2 separate regions of the Sus scrofa genome follow, and region 1 is linked to region 2. A link is a contact called in public Hi-C data. All regions are on one chromosome and are shown on one strand. Each heading gives the region's core, a stretch centred on a gene start, on an enhancer-like site or on the middle of the called end of the contact. The rest is flanking DNA. Distances are from core to core; before and after follow the strand shown.

Region 1 (4,535 bases), core at 889-3,388, 41 kb after region 2:
TGAACCCAGAGGTTATCAAAGAAAATACTGACAAGTTCAACTGCATAAAAATAAAAAATACTTGCATAGCAAAAAAAGTTACCATAAACAAAGTAAAAAGACAGGGCAAACTGGGAAAAGGGAAGAATATTTTTAACTTATACATGAAGAAAAAGCAAATATTAAAAGACCTGATATCCTTTAAAAATGAACTATATGAACAATTTACAGAAAAATAGAATAGCCACTTAAACATGTTAAAAGACGCTCAACCTTATAAGAAAACAAAAAATAAAAGAGTAGTAAGATGCCACTTACATCTCAGACTGTCAAAAATCAAAGTTTGATAACAGGCTATATAAATTCACTGATGGGAGAGAAAATTGGCAAAAAGAAACAAATAAAAAAAAACCAAAACAAACACCTCCATGGAAGGCAAATTTGGCAATGCTATACTTAGCAAAATCCTTTTCAAATATCGTTGGTGTTATGGAAATGAGAAAAATCTTTATGGGAGAATTTGTGAAATTGTATCTATCCAAATAAAAAAACAATGCATGTACTGCTCAGACTTAGTATTTGCAGCCCTAAATATTTATTGTACAAGAACCAAATGAAATATACTTGCATATTGATATAATATTAAAAGGTCTGGCTGAATACATCTTAATATATCCTCCAGGTTTACCATGAAGCATAACCGTGAAGCAGATACCTATGTGCTGCTATGGAAAGATATCAAGACTATATAAAAGGAAATTGCAAGGCAGTAATTTATAACATGTTACTAACTGGGTAATATATACAAATTATTTAATATATGCATGTTTACTATAGAATATCTTGTGAAAAATCCACAAGAATCTGGTAAAACTGGTTACCTCCTAGGGAAGAGAGATCTTTTATTCCTTTGTAGAATGTGTATGTATCACTTATTTAAAAAAGCTATATATTTTTAAAACTAATACAAAACGAAAAACTGAGGCCCAATGGCATCTCCTTAGCTGACCAAAGGAAAAATCTTGCGTTCATTCAACAAACATGTACTGCGTGCTTATCATGCGACAGGCATTGTGACAGAAGCTGGTGCCACATTACAAGGAGCGTTCAACCCCTCCCCGGTGCCCAGGGTGAGCCCCTAGTGCGGGGAGGGGACTGGAGGCGGGGAGCGGCCAGGGTTTGACTCGCGAGGCTCCAAGCCGGGCGAGTCGTTAGCACGGCCCAACCGTCTCTAACGGTCCAGGGACCCAGACCTCAGCTGGAATGCACTCTTCCAAAGCAAACCGCCGCCTGCAGAAACCCACCCCCTTTGTCGCCGCCACAGAAACAGCACCCCAAATTGTGCCTTCGCGCTTGTCTCCCTTTACCCCAGGGAAAGGTGGGCCCCCAACTCCCGCACTAACCACAGCTCCCTTACCACCAGATGCCCCGAACTTGGGTCCCTCTTCATCTCTCCCGCCACCATGTTGGTCCTCCTCGTCTGTTCATTCCTCGGCAGAGAAACAGAGTGGGCCCTCACTCTCTGCCACGCAGTTCCTTCTTGGCTTTTTTCCAGCTCTACGAAGCCTATTCAATGTTTTCCCCAAAAAATGTTTCCACGCCTCCAGAGTCCCTGTCATGGTATGGGGACAGATCGAGGCAAAAGATCGCAGAAGAAACAGGTAGCGGAGCATCGCCCATCAGAAGGTGGCATCCCAATGGTTTGGGTTGAGGGGTGGCACTGGCTTTATACAAAGACACTAATGTGCGAACAGTGATACGAGTGAGTGATTCCACACCCTCGCACCTTGGGAGCCCTGATTTTTCCTGCAGGCTTGGTTGGTGGAAGTCCCCCGGGTAATTGGCCTGGAGATGGACTGAGAGTACTCCGCGAACCTCTAATAGGCTGTTTAATACTCAGCAGGTGGCATCTCAATTTAACGAAGCCTCCTTTCCCTGTAGCCTATTGGCTGACCTAGTGGGCCGGCTTTGAATTCCATCCGGGTAATTGGGTGTCAGTACGCAGCAGCGCCGTCGCTCAGAGGCATCCCGCGCGAGGATTGGTTGTGGTGGGGAAGGCTAATTGGTCGCACTGCTAACCGAGTGTTGATTGGTCCGGGCCAGTAGCGGGGGCGGGGAAGCGGCGGCAGAAGAGAGGCCGGCGGGGCTCTGAGGCGCGTTGCGAATGAGAAGAGGTGACAGGCTCCGGTTGAGGTGCGAGGCGGAGCGCGCGACGGCTGACTCGAGGATCAGTAAAGGTGTGGACGGGAGCGGAGCCTTGGGGAGTGGAGAGGCTGGGTCAGGGGTTCCTTTGGCAGCAAGGAGGAGGAAATGGGCTGAGGGAAGGGAGGCGTCTCAGAGCGAGGCGAGGGTGTGGGGCCGGGGGGCTGGCGTCGCGCCCGGGGCGATGAGGCGCTGTGTGTGGGGGCAACTTTCTCCCACCCTGGGGCAGGTAACCGTATCCAAAGGAAATGCGCGGGTCCCAGAGTTTAGCCACCGTGGACACTTGCACCAGTGCGAGAAGGTTCCCCCCCCGCCCCGCCCCCCAAGCCAGTTTGGGCTCTTTGGTCCTTTTTGAGCCTCAGAAGCACCATCAGGTTATCAGTTTGCATTTTGCTTTTTCGCAGCCTTTTAGTGTATTATCTGATAGGATGACTGTTTACCGTTGTCAGAATAATAAGGGGGTTTTGGTTTGTTTTTCCAGTTTCCCTCTTTCATCCTTAAGGCACATAGCGTCGTGGGTTTTGGCTCAAGACTCACATGTCAGAGCTACTCTTAGCTTGAGAGAAGTGGGTGGAGGCTTTTTTCACTCACTGGTTTAAAAATAAGTGTAGCAAAAATGAGGAAAATTGAATGAGCTGCCTCAATTCAACAAACCTATCACCATGTTTTAGGTACTTTTTAAGTTCTGGTTTTTAGGAGATACTGGAATGATAAGATCCTTGCCCCCGTGGAGCTCAGAAAGTGACTTTGAAGTTATAAAAGTAAGTTGTAGTTATGCATATCAGATAGTTGTTAGCAACCTTTTAATACAAATGTCAAGATAATTTGAAGTTAGCTTTTGCTGAAAAGCATTGTCTGGCTACATTTCTCAACCTTCAAATGATGCACGTGTCTTCTTTTTACCTAGCTTCTCCTAGGAGCTGTGGTCTTAAGTTCTGGTCTCCCCTTCATATTCAATTTGATGTAATAAAATCAAATACAAATGAGCATTCAGTATTATAGTTATTCCCATTTCCATCATGTTATTTCCCACTTTTATTTTTCTTGGGAGAGAAACTTAATGTGAAAGAATATGTAAATTGTAAACAAAACTGTACTATCGATTAGTTGATATTAATACCTCATTCCTTGAGGTATCAGCTGATAACAAAAAAGACTTTATTTGTAATATTTGAGGAGGAGTTAGTAAAATTTAGGTTTTGATTCAAATAGAAGTCACCCAATAAATTCATCCTTGCCACATTCATCCTGCCACCCACACCCCTCCACAATAAAATCATTAATATTCTCAGATACCACCATCTACCAGGTGCTCAAATGAGAAACCTGATAGCCAGCTCCCTGGCTCACCCTCTAACCTTTCCATAAATCAGTTGCTAGGTCTTGTGTATTCTACCTTTGAAACGCTAATCCATCTTTTTTACTTCCCACCATCTCCATCATTGACACCTGGACTAGCCTCTGAATTGGTCTGAATACGTGCTGCTGCTGCCTTCAATTCATCCTCACTACAGACATAGCCATTAATCAACAATTACAAGCAATGCATGTGTTATGAAGGGATGTTTGCAGTGCTATGGAAATCCATAGCAATGAGACCCAAACTAGGAAAGAGGGTCAGAAAGGGTCATTCTGTCCTCTCTCTCAGATGAAGAGATGTTCCAGGGATACTTTGAAAAACCTCAAAGTTAGCTGGAGGTAAAACAGACTTCACTTAGAATTTGATCTTTGGAGCTCTGATAAATGTACAAGAAATAAATGCCATTTATTACCTCAGAGACTTCTGTGTAGTAGGAGGGAGATTTTAAACCACACACATTTTAAAGTATTAAATCTTGTATTCTGTGCATGTTACCTTCATGAGTAAATAAATAATGAGTTTTAATAAGAAAAAAGAAAGAATTTGATCTTTGGGAAGTTTGTCAAAAATACCAAAGTTTTAAAACACTTGGTCAAATAGGCATAAATCACTGTGGAACAATACTTATTCTCTTAACCAAAGTGACAATAAAAGATCTCGAACAGTTTCCACTGTGGCACAGTGGGTTAAGAGTTCCCGTCGTGGCCAGTGGTTAACGAATCTGACTAGGAACCATGAGGTTGCGGGTTCGATCCCTGCCCTTGCTCACAGTGGGTTGATGATCTGGCATTGCCATGAGCTGTGGTTGCAGACGCGGCTCGGATCCCACGTTGCTGTGGCTCTGGCGTAGGCCAGTGGCCACAGCTCCGATTCGACCCCTAGCCTGGGAACCCCATATGCCGCGGGAGCGGCCCAAGAAATGGCAAAAATAATAATAATAATAATCTGACTGCAGTGGCTTGAGTTGCTACAGAGGTGAGGGTTTGATCCCTGG
Region 2 (4,193 bases), core at 1,333-3,832:
CACGGCAACGCCGGATCATTAACCCACTGAGCAAGGGCAGGGACCGAAGCCGCAACCTCATGGTTCCTTGTCGGATTCATTAACCACTGCGCCATGACGGGAACTCCTATTGTCCCCTTTTTAATGATGTGGTAATTGATTACAAACAGTAGTACTGGGCTATGTTCTTATTCAAGTCTTTTGGCTCCAAAAATCAGAGCTCCCGCTGTGTCCGAGCTTAAGTGGCCACAAATGCTAATTGACAGATGAAGGGTACAGGTGGGGTGACATGGAAAGTTCAGGGCCAGGCGCTGGGTCAAACTCCCACTGGTCCCTCCACCCACAGTGGCCTTTGCAACCAGGAAAGGGGAGGGGTGGCAGCTGTGAGATCTACAGATGTTTGTAGAGCCTGAGATGTCCTTTTTTTAATGGTGGAGGGGGCTGGACCCCCTCCCTGAGTCATCACAGTGGGTTGAGGTCTCCCCAGGCAGGGACCTCTAAGGGAGAACCCAAAGAAAGGTGTTCCTAATCGCCACAGGATCAGGCTTCCCAGTGGGGGTGGCCCTTGAAAGGTGGAGCTGAGGGGGTATGTGGCTTGCAGGCTGCCCAGGCCCCACACGCTTTCCACCTTTACAGCTCAGACCCTCTCAGGAGGGGCAGGCCTGCACTGAGCTTTAAGTGGTTTCTGTGGTTTAAGGGGTGGGGAGGAAGGGAAAGAGAAGTTGGTGACTGCTCCCCAGTTCCAAGCCGCCACCCCCCCTCCACCCCCTCCAGGCTGCTTGCCCTCTGCGTTGAGATTCCCCAGCCTGATAAGGGAACTTGGGCACGTGGGGGGTGAAAATGGTCTCTGATCCCTATCAGCCTCTTCCTTGCGTAAGAATGTGAGAGGGAAATAACCACTGCCCTGCTTTGAAAGGACAGATTCCTCCAGAAAAGGGGCTGTGATTGGAGCCAGAGGGGGGAAGGGGAGGCATGAGGGGGGACTTCCCAAAAGGATGCTCACCGTACATTTCTGCCCCAAGAAGAAAGAACACCAGCCATCCACGCTTAGGGCAACGAGGGGGTAGAGATATGAGAATGTCTAGGAAGCATGCGACTGGCTGAGGCCTAGAGGCCAGGACCCTGTCTTCCCAACCACCAGTCCCTCCCTTCCCACCTCTGGAAGTGGCATGAAGTGGTGTGGCTGGGAGAGGCAGCCAGACCTGTGGCATCTGGGGTGGGCAGGGCTGCCTGGCACAAGGCCAAGGCCAAGTGCCCATCTCCAGGCACTCTACTCATGACCTCTACTCTGCCCATGATTGGGAGGTCAGGAAGGAACCTAAAAAACCCAGAGTCACAGAGGAGAGGCTTCAAAAGGAGAAAAGAGGGAGAGGAATGAGCTACAGAAGCACAGAAAACAGAAGAGCCACAGGCGGGAAGGGCTTGGCAGGGAGAGGCACAGAGAGGACACTGAGTGGAAGCAAAGCCAGTCATCGGTGGCGGGAAGGGAGCAGCAGGGCAGCACTGCCCCAGCACTCCCTGCGCGCTGCTCCTTCTGCCTCTTGCTGGCTCTACTTGTCTTTGTGACACTGGCCTCAGGGGTGCTTCAGAGAACTTTGCCTCTTACTCCAAGCCTGCCCAAGGGGCTGAGCCCCCAAACAGACCAACATCCTGTTCTGTGCAGAGAAAGGTACACAGATGCGTGGGCCACCCATTTACCAAAAGGACACGGGGCTAATCAGAGGCTCAGAGGCACAGACACATGCCCTCAGACTCTCTCTCCGTACAAGAAGATCCCCACGAGTTTCCGTCCACTCTTCCCCACTCCCTACCCCTTTGTCAACCATCCTAGGAGGTGGAGAGTCCTTCTCTACCTCTGTCTCATAAGCTACAGCCCTTGGGAGAGTCTGGGAGCTACCCAGGAATGGAGGTGCTGGAGGTGCTCCGTGTGAAGTTCCAGGATGGGGTAAGAGTGGAGGATGGTGAGATGGGAGGGCAGGCGAGGAAAGGGACAGCTGCCTGCCCTCTCCACGCCAGGTGCCACGTGCACAAGGTTGGGGGGAGTGGGCTGCCGTCACGAGGCTGAGGCGTGGCTGGCTCCTGCTCTGCTGTTTACCAGCTGGGAGTGAGAGCAGGAGGAGGTGCCAGGGAGCCTCCCCACTGCAGCCTGGCCCCCGGCCAGCCGGCCTGTTGGGTAACCAGGAGAGCCAGGCCCAGCTAATCAAACTCTGGGCCGAGGCTGGGCAGGAGAATAGAAGCATCCAGGACTCACAGAAGCCTCATCCTGTGCCCCCTGCCCTGAAGAGCCCTGCTCAGTGATGGGGGATCGGGGTGCGGGGAGGTCTCCTTCCTGTACCTAGTGCAGTGTAGCACGTCTCCCATGGCTCCTGTGCCCCCAAAAACAACTCCAGGCCTGCCCCCGACCCCAAAAGACTGGGAGGATATGGAGGCATCAGGGAGCCAGGGAATTCTAGAGAAGGGCAGCAAATGGCAGAGGCTAAGCCGGCAGAGGCCTCAAGGAACCCAGAAACCACTGGGATGACTCTGACCTCATCCTGGAGAAGAGACCCCATCCCCCAGATAAACCATCCTATCTTCATCTCTCCCCTCCCCAACTCCCCTGATCTTATCACCTGTCTTGGTCAAGTAGAAAGCATATGATTCTAAAGTCAGCAAGACCTGTGTTCAATGCACAGCTCAGCCACTTATGGTCCTTATGCAAATGCTTGGGCAAGTCGGGACAATCTTTGACCATCACTTCACTTAGGAGCATCACCTAGTTATCTGGAGCAACTATGTTTGCCTCGTGGCGGATGCTGGGAGGATCGGAGAAAATCATAGATTTATACACAGCACACGTCCATCGATAAATGTGAGCACCCTTCCCGTCACCTACCCTGTTTCTCCCCAAGGCTTAAACTTTGTTCTTCCGGTGTCTCCTCTTGTCCCTTTCTGATGCCAAAACACTCTGCCAGCCACTCCTTTCCCCTGCCTGCTGCCGGGCCAGGTGCTCTGTCCCTCCCCCCTTCCCTCCCCTGGGCCCTGCTCCCTGCCCTCCTGGGCAGCCAGGGCAGCAAGGACGGCACCCAGGGAGTTGCCCCATGGACAGGGCCCCACAGAGACACCACCGAGCCTCGAGGGGTAAGAGGCCCTACGGCCCTGCAGGCAGGTGGCAGGGGCTGCCAGGAAGTTCAGGGGACAGGGAGAGGTGGGAAGAGACTGGTTGGGAAGTGAGGAGGTGGGGAGGAGCAAGAGGAGAGAGAAGGAGAGAGGGGTTGGCCGGCGAAGGCGGGACGGTGAGACAGGACAGGTCTCCATAGAAACGGAAGGAGAGACCGGAGGAGGAGAAACGCGAAGCGGGAGAAGCCGGAAGCACACGGAGGGGAAAGAAAGGGAGAAGCAAGGAGGGAAGGGACAGGTGGGATGGGGGAGGAGAGCCAAGTCGGGAAGCTGGAAGAAGGAAGCGCCGCACAGGGCCAGGCCCTGCCAAGTGTGAGCGCCCCCTGGGAGGAGGAGCGGGCACTGCTCCTTTGGCTGGGACCCGCTCTGGGCAGCAGTGGCTGGGAGGCTGGCCATCCACCTTCTGTTCATCCAGCAATGGAGGAAGCTGCCCTGCCTTTAAGGATGACAGAGGGTGGGGGAGAAAGCAATAGCACCCTGTCTGCTGCCCGTAACCCACGGGCCCAGCACTTTCCTCCCCGGTGTGGGGTTTCATTTCTGCAAAGAATGTGGGGCACCTGGCCAGGGGCAGCGGCGGACAGAGACTCGGGCGGACCTTGGCCCCACGGATGGTCTAACAGCCTCTCCCATGGCCACAAGCTCGGTCAGGTGTGAGCACTGAGGGGAAACGCTCCAGGGCCACCTGGCGGAGGAAGAACTCCACTGCCGGGGCCAAGAGGGGAGCGCTCCCACCCCAGGACTGCTCTGAGGTGCAAGGCTGGAGGCCAGAGAGACAGTGCCACGTCAGGGAGGAAGCTGGGTGGGGCCAGGCAGGATCAGCGGGGTGGGGGGAGGCGGGAGGGGCCGGATGGAGCCACTCCCTCCCTGGGCACCTCCCCCCACCCTACCCCAGCGGAGCCTGGGCCTTCAAGTCCAATCACCCCCACTCAGCCCAGTGGAGGAAGCTTGTTAGAGGGAGCATCTCTTGGGCAGAGGGACAGTGCGGGGTCGGGGGCAGAGGGGGGAGGTGTCAAGGATTGGACAAACGGAAGGAAAAAAATAACCGGAGAGCAGAG

Evidence for each region. Hi-C and Micro-C count contacts between places; a contact is called where the count stands out from the background.
Region 1: a contact with region 2 is called in a Hi-C map of epiblast stem cells, with 2.0 times the contacts expected there. The contact joins the promoter of TDRKH here to the promoter of RORC in region 2. A contact is called at or near these places in 2 of 47 Hi-C or Micro-C datasets (epiblast stem cells and fetal heart ventricle).

The regions. Positions count from the first base shown.
Region 1 is chr4:97,413,802-97,418,336 of Sscrofa11.1, forward strand. It overlaps TDRKH (tudor and KH domain containing), which reads left to right and starts at 2,139. Exons shown (of 15, transcript NM_001244274.1): 1 at 2,139-2,216. It overlaps LINGO4 (leucine-rich repeat and immunoglobulin-like domain-containing nogo receptor-interacting protein 4), which reads left to right. Exons shown (of 2, transcript XM_005663441.3): 2 at 1-1,919.
Region 2 is chr4:97,372,090-97,376,282 of Sscrofa11.1, forward strand. It overlaps RORC (nuclear receptor ROR-gamma), which reads left to right and starts at 2,583. Exons shown (of 11, transcript XM_021089853.1): 1 at 2,583-2,830. All of the region lies in intron 1 of LOC110260324 (a long non-coding RNA gene), which reads right to left.